2 separate regions of the Sander lucioperca genome follow, and region 2 is linked to region 1. A link is a contact called in public Hi-C data. All regions are on one chromosome and are shown on one strand. Each heading gives the region's core, a stretch centred on a gene start, on an enhancer-like site or on the middle of the called end of the contact. The rest is flanking DNA. Distances are from core to core; before and after follow the strand shown. Region 1 holds the start of LOC116036592 (spermatogenesis-associated protein 13). Region 2 holds the start of apool (MICOS complex subunit MIC27).

Region 1 (3,479 bases), core at 451-2,950:
GTAATCTCCACCAAACCCAGCAGTGGGGACCATGTCATAGGAAGAGGAGGAAGAGGTCGATTGTTCTGAAAATGAGAAGCCAATGACATCATTTCAAAGAGTGTTAAACACTCACGGTAAATAGGCGACAAAGTAAACTCGCTGTAATGTACGCAGCTCGCCAAACGTCAACAAAATATATCATTTCAGACAAGGGCCCAGCTGGTAGTGAGACTACGAATCTCTAATCTGTCTCCCTCCATTCATCACTCTCTTTTTCTCTTTTTCTCTCATGCTTTCTGTCATTCATACAAAATGCTGTTTGGATAAATTTATTTTCTAAAGATAAGAGTTAGTTTCATGTCTGTATAAGCCAGATCTGAGCTGAAACATTCGGCCTGTTTGAGCCAGGATGTCTTTTGTGACAGGAGGGGACAACAGGAAGACGGCTTGGGGTTGTGAGGAAGTGAGTGAGTAAGGGGAGGGAGGGAAGACGTGAGGGAATGGAAGTAAAGGAGAGTAACAAACAATAAGTCAACGCAAAACTATGAGGAAATATGGCAGTACAGAGGAGAAACGGCAAAACACAAAACTCAGAAATAGACAAATATAGGTTACTGTATTTATAGAAATAAAAAAAGAGCCTATTAAGTGTATGAATCCATGTGCTAAAGATGCTACATCAGAGGAGAGGTCATTTGAAGATGAGGTTGCTGTAATTCACTGTGACAGTTGCAGATGAGTTATAGGGGAAGTGTAGCATGTAAATCACTATGTTGCTTCTGCTACTACGACTACTACTACACCCTCAAGTGCTCAAACCGCTCCACGGAGAGGAGAGCGGCTCCTCGGGCAAGCAAGGGAAGCATAGAGATATTTACATACAGTCAGACAGACTTCCTGGCATTGTCAGCCTGAGAGCGTTGATGTCAGGTCCACTCCTTCCTGTGCAGAAGGGAGAACGCCATGCGATGACAATGGGCCCAAAACAGGACAAAGAGGAAATGTTTAAATTTAGGCCCCTTCTTCCACCATCTCCTCTTTCATGACTATGGAGCTCTGGAGCTGTTTAGTTTTTGTGAATTCCTTCAGTCTCCCCCCCTGAGCTCCCTCTCCCCATTGTGCCATTTCAATAGAAGGATTTTCACATTCAACGCAAATCCCAAAGGAGGATCAGCTAGTAAGACCAGAGTTCAATCAATTATTTGTTTTCACTGATGTTCCTTTAAAAATATATAAGTGCTCCCTTATTAATCCAGCAAACAGACAGAAAAAAAATGTATAGGCTATACATTATAGCATTTTTTTCATAATGGCTATGGAAAAAAGTTTAGAATTTGAATGACTTAAGGGATAACAATAAAATTATTAAAAGCACGGTAAACATCCCAATAAAATAGCCTATAGGCTATACATTATAGATTTTTTTCATAATGGCTATGGAAAATAGTTTAGGATTTGAATGACTTAAGGGATAACAATACAATTATTAAAAGCACGGTAAACATCCCAATAAAATAGCCTATAATGTATTATAGTTAATATATAATCACATTTATCTCTAAATGTGCTATATATTACAACAGACACACTTAAATTAACATAATTACAATGTGTTTCTGACTGAGTGTGTAGATGTGTGTGTGTGTGTGTGTGTGTGTGTGTGTGAGTGTGAAAAGGGTGTGTTGGTGTATGTGTTGCTCTGTCTGCGTGAGAGCTTTATCACAAATCAGAGTGTCGGCGTCTGCAGGAGCTTACAGGGCAAGAGTTCACCGGTCTGTCGCTAACTCGGGGAGTTTCTCTCAGTTTGGTGATAGCTGACGAAGTTTAGAAGCAAAAAAACAAACACATGCGAGATCTACGAAGGAGTCGCTGTCCGCAAAATAACTTCATGGATATAAGTTTAGCCCGTGAAATAGCCTACACCGGATACATTCAGCCCGGGGTGAAAGACGGTGGTTTTATTGGCTTTACGGACAGCAACGACGATGCCCATTTAAAACGGGGGAAGTTTTCTGGGGGTAAGTTAACAGCTCTAATGGCTAAATGGAAGTGGTGAGAGGGGATACGTTTTATTTTTCGCGGGTTTAACTTAATAAGAAAGTTTCAGAAGGTAATGATAACTGTATTGCACGGAGAATCCAACATCACTGTAACGTACTAAATTACAAAACACCTTCACAAATACCGTTAATGAAACAGAATTCGGCAACCTGCTGCAACGTTACTGTAAATTTATTCGTCAATTTTTATTGTCGCCATATTTAAAAAAAACAAAAAAAAAAACGACGCCCAACCCAAACTTAACCTGTCACTGGTTAACGTATCAAGTCAACTGTCAGTTTTAGATGGAAACCGAGATGCTAGTTCCGGTTTTGTGGCAGTCTAGTAATGAATTATGGAAACTAAACAACAAAAAATGTTTTTTTATCTGTAAATTTTAGTTGCTTATGACATTATACCCATGGAGGAAGTCAATATTAATAGTCAAGCAACGTTAAAGAGACGTTATTTAAATGCTAAAAAAGCCTAAGTTTTGTTAATGTGTTTACTTGTAAACTGACTTTTTTTCTTTTTTTACATTTTTGGAATGATTGAGCACCTACTTTCTATTATCTACTTTCCAGTATTGTTAAAAAGCGTATCAGTAAAATACGTATTAATTCAATTGTGGCATTCTTCGAAAAGGCCATCTTAAATTAAACACATTGGTGATGATCTCATGTAACAACAAAGAAACATGCTGGAGGCCCCAATTATACAAGATGCTTCCATACATTAAAGGGATTATGAAATGTGGGTAATTAACATGTAGGCCTAGCAGTGTAGCACTCGCTGAGCATCTTCCTCCTCAGAAGGAGCTTATCTGAGCTATGATGATGTCACACAGCCGGAGCAGGCCTGAAATAACCAGACATCTCCGTAGTGAGTGTTTCCATGACAACACAGCCTCCTGGTTTAAATGGTGGATGGGGGACCATGTCTCAAATAATTACTTTGGATAATATGGACCAAATATGGGGTGAGGACGATGGGTTTTTGTGACTGTTGACTCATGGTACAAAAGCCTGTGTCAGAGAATCATAAAATGAGACTTCCAAGAGTTTTCCTGCGTTTTAGTGTTTAAGTAGCAGTCTATTATTGAACATTTGACCTCCTGTGAAGATAAAATGCAGCTTAACCTCCACTGAGAAAATTTCACATGTTTTGCATTTATGGCCTACATCTACAGACAGACAGAATGAGACAGAATAAGCATGATATGAAAAGAAAAGGCAGTCATTTTAATGTCAAACCCCTGAATAAATGAATGTGGTTTTGTTCCTCCAGGTGTTTGAGAGCGAGAGAGACAGAGAGAGAGAGAGAGAGAGAGAGAGGACAGAGACATGATGTCCATTGGAGCTGATAGCTGACACTGTAGAATGAGAGAGGATGGAACAGACTGACAACCCTGCCCTTGTGAGCAACAACCCTAATGGGTTTGTCAACCGAGTGTTTAA
Region 2 (3,503 bases), core at 851-3,350, 310 kb before region 1:
TTGGACGGGGTAAAATATTATGGATCATTTCTGTTCTTTTTTTTTATTTTAATTTTTTTTTTAAATCTTCCTCTCATGATTGCAAGATAATTAGACTTGTAGCGCATGATACATGCAAAAGTACTGTTGAAGAATGACCTTTTATTTGTATGTTCATAGATTTTAAATATTCCCTTTTTATTATTAGAAAGTGTTTAAAGACACACACTGTACAATAACCGAGGCAGACATTTTTGCTCCTCAGTTACTTGATTTAATGCAGATCCTCCTTTAGCATCCTACCAGGAGGTTTCAATTTGATGTTTTGCTTTACATAGAAAGACTGACACGTGTCCAAAGGCTTCAGGAATCTTACCTTAGATAAGATTCTAAAACGAAAAGCTATTTTGACATTCCCTCCAAGCATATGGTTGATACTGGGCAGCCAAAGACCTCTAAATGGTCTGTAATGTCTGTGAAACCCGGATGAATCGTTTCATCTGCAATATCAGGCCAAGGACTTAACGGTGCCCCCCAGTGTCGAAGACTCTGAGAGACATGCGTAGCACCTGCTGCATCCAGCACTATCTGTACTTATTCTTCATACTTTACTGTAGTTCTTTGAGCATAGGTTCAGGTTTTTCATCATGTCACCACGGTCGTGAAATATCAAACACACCCCAGAGATATAGCTCATGTTTTTTGAATGGTTAATTTGAGAGTACCACAAAGAAACTAAATGATGCAAGCACTTTCCCTGTGCCTCCCAACCCTCTCTTTGGCAACGATGGACTGACTATACTGGCGATCCTACACACACACAGCTGTAGATGAGTTACAATACAGTTGTAGTCTGCAGACCTCTCTCCGTTTCTCATCTGTAGCGGTCTGCTTTTTCCAACCGCTGCTCCGCTGAGCAGGCGACACACTGTAGATTAAGAAGTGCGAGTTACGATTTGTAGGCACAGGCTGTGTTATCTCTCCCAGATCTTTGTGTGTGTAGACCTGCAGAAACAGGCCGAAAAGGGAGATTCCACTGTGTGTTCTTTCAGGGGTGTACACCTCATGGTACATTGCACAGGTGTGTAAGATGTAAGTTGCACTGCGACATTAAAAAAGGAACATATTGCTCTTTTTCAAGGATAATATTAGCTTACTGTTATTCTGTACATTAACTGACTAAAGATGATATTAAAAAAGAAAGAAAATTACATTTATTCTTCCTAAAGTAGCCTTTTTTGGTTTCATATATATGAATATATATTACAAAAAATACAGATTGTAAACTTAAGTTGTTAAACTTTGACTTCAATAAACTGAATCCTCTGCACTATGAGCTGTGATCTGTTTATGTGTTCATGGATTTATTGAAACAGCATTACAGCGTGTTCTGAGGAAGGATGGAGGATGACCAGGTTTTAAATTAAGGGCAGGGGTCATCCCATAAACCAGGAGGCCATACAATATGTTCTATTCCTGCAACAGCTAACGTGTAGGCCTTTATCTAAAATGTCTTAAAGCAAATTGAACCTGCTCACTCTTCATAAGCATGAAAAAAGTGCACTCCACTATGCTAGAACAATAATGTGTTAGTTTGTGGTAATTTTAATACATTTAATTCAGAAAAATGCAACATGTAACAACATAAATTAAAATATTAAAGCTCATAACACTAGATTTTGACACCTACAGAGTCCTACAAGACAGCCACAAAATAAGGTAATAACACATGATTCACCTTAGGTATATATTGTACTTAAATTGTGCCAATTCCCTAATAAATGTGCAATTATTGAATTACCAAAACCATAAGACTTGCTGTGAACCAGGAGCTTTTGGGGCCCCTGGACAGTTGTCTGCCTCGCCTTGCCCCATGATAAACCACTTCACATCATGCATACTTGCTTTACATGTGGAATTGCAGTGACAGTGTAATTATTTTAAATTTCTTTTAAAAATGTTAATAAAAACGAAATGTGATATTTTGCATTTTAATTACATATATGCACATTTACAAAACAACCATTGGTCTTAATACCAATATTGTGAGTTTAAGGACACTTATGTGAACATAGCATGGATGGAGGAGCATATATACAGTACCTGCTGAATGAGATCACTATCAAACCAAGCTGTTGCTGGTGCCTCTGCAGTCCGTTAGGTGGCAGCAGCTGACCGTGGTTTAGACCACTGGAAGCTGCTCCTCAGAGCCTAAAAGAAGAAGGAGGAGCGCTGTCATGGCGGCCAAGGTGAATGCTTGACATTTCTTCTTAGCCAAAGTATATGTTTAATGAATGAGCGGGTGTAGAGTTAACGTAAACTGTCCCGGACTTGTTAATGCAAACTTGAACTGACTGTCACTTTCCAGGCGTTTAACGCTATGCTGCATGGAAATCTCTTTGCTAACGTTACTGTGTTAGCCTCGCTGAATGAGCCAATGCTACTGGAACTAGACAGCGTTTAACTACGTTAGCTGACAGCAGTTAGAAGAGTAGGCTAACCCTACACCATTCTAACTCTCTCTTAAGCATATGTAACAGCTAGTATTTGTCAGCCCTCGCTTCGTTTGCCAATAGGCTGTTTTAACAGAGGAAACATTACAGTGAACGTTAGTTAGTTAGCTTAGTTGGAGGCAGCTGTAAGTTATCCACAATACCCACGGTATGGGTAACTTGTGGGTGTAATTTAACGCTACATGATAAATTAACTTATAAGTTACATATCGTGGGTTTAACGCTCTCTAACGTTACTTCTGCTAAATATCTCAGTATTGGTGATGAAAAGTAAAGTTAGCTTAGATAAATACATTACCTCATTTTCTTTATTTAAGTACAATTTCGAAATATGACGCATGTTAGAGTTAAATTACCCAAATGTACACAAAGTCCTTAAAATGAGCTCCAACTTAACCTGCTGCAACAGTTTAAAGTGCAGTTACGTGTCAATGCTTCAGTAATAACTTTATAAGTTTATACATGTGATAATTATGCAACAGTAACTCTTGGAAAGCAGAATTCTGCATAAGTACTTTTGATACTTTAATAATCTATTATTGTCATACTTATGATCTTTAACTTAAGTGAAATTATGACTACAGTGCTTTTACTTTTAATGGAGTATTTTTTATTGTGGTTTTGCTATTTTACACGTGTCAATGATCGATTTCTACCACTTGTGCACATGAGTCATCTGTTTATTAGTGATTAGTGTCTGTCTGTTGCTATGAGCTGACAGATACTAAAGTTAGCGGTGCACTTTTATTATGTCCTAGGTGGTGATGGTGGCCGTCCCCACGGTGATGGGCATAGCCTCCATCCGTGTGTATACTGTGAGCCAAGTGCCCACTGATGGACTGGTTACTAGAGAAAAGGTATGGTTGTCCCAAAACGTCTGGTCTGATATAGGGGTGCATGATATGTCGACTCAATATCGTTATCGCAATATCACGTTGCACAATATTATATCGAAAGGGGTTGCAATATTTACTTTATATTGTGGAGCTGCGTCCCGTCCGTTGGCTGTGT

The links. A called contact is a pair of places that touch in the nucleus more often than the background predicts.
Region 2: a contact with region 1 is called in a Hi-C map of muscle, with 2.8 times the contacts expected there. The contact joins the promoter of apool here to the promoter of LOC116036592 in region 1. A contact is called at or near these places in 2 of 2 Hi-C or Micro-C datasets (liver and muscle).

Annotation. Positions count from the first base shown.
Region 1 is chr1:49,736,440-49,739,918 of SLUC_FBN_1.2, reverse strand. LOC116036592 (spermatogenesis-associated protein 13) reads left to right here and starts at 1,700. Exons shown (of 16, transcript XM_036005236.1): 1 at 1,700-2,000; 2 at 3,310-3,479. The coding sequence starts at 3,412.
Region 2 is chr1:50,051,775-50,055,277 of SLUC_FBN_1.2, reverse strand. It overlaps apool (MICOS complex subunit MIC27), which reads left to right and starts at 2,100. Exons shown (of 12, transcript XM_036005302.1): 1 at 2,100-2,228; 2 at 3,251-3,349. The coding sequence starts at 2,217. si:ch211-26b3.4 (connector enhancer of kinase suppressor of ras 2) reads left to right here. Exons shown (of 25, transcript XM_036005322.1): 25 at 1-1,315.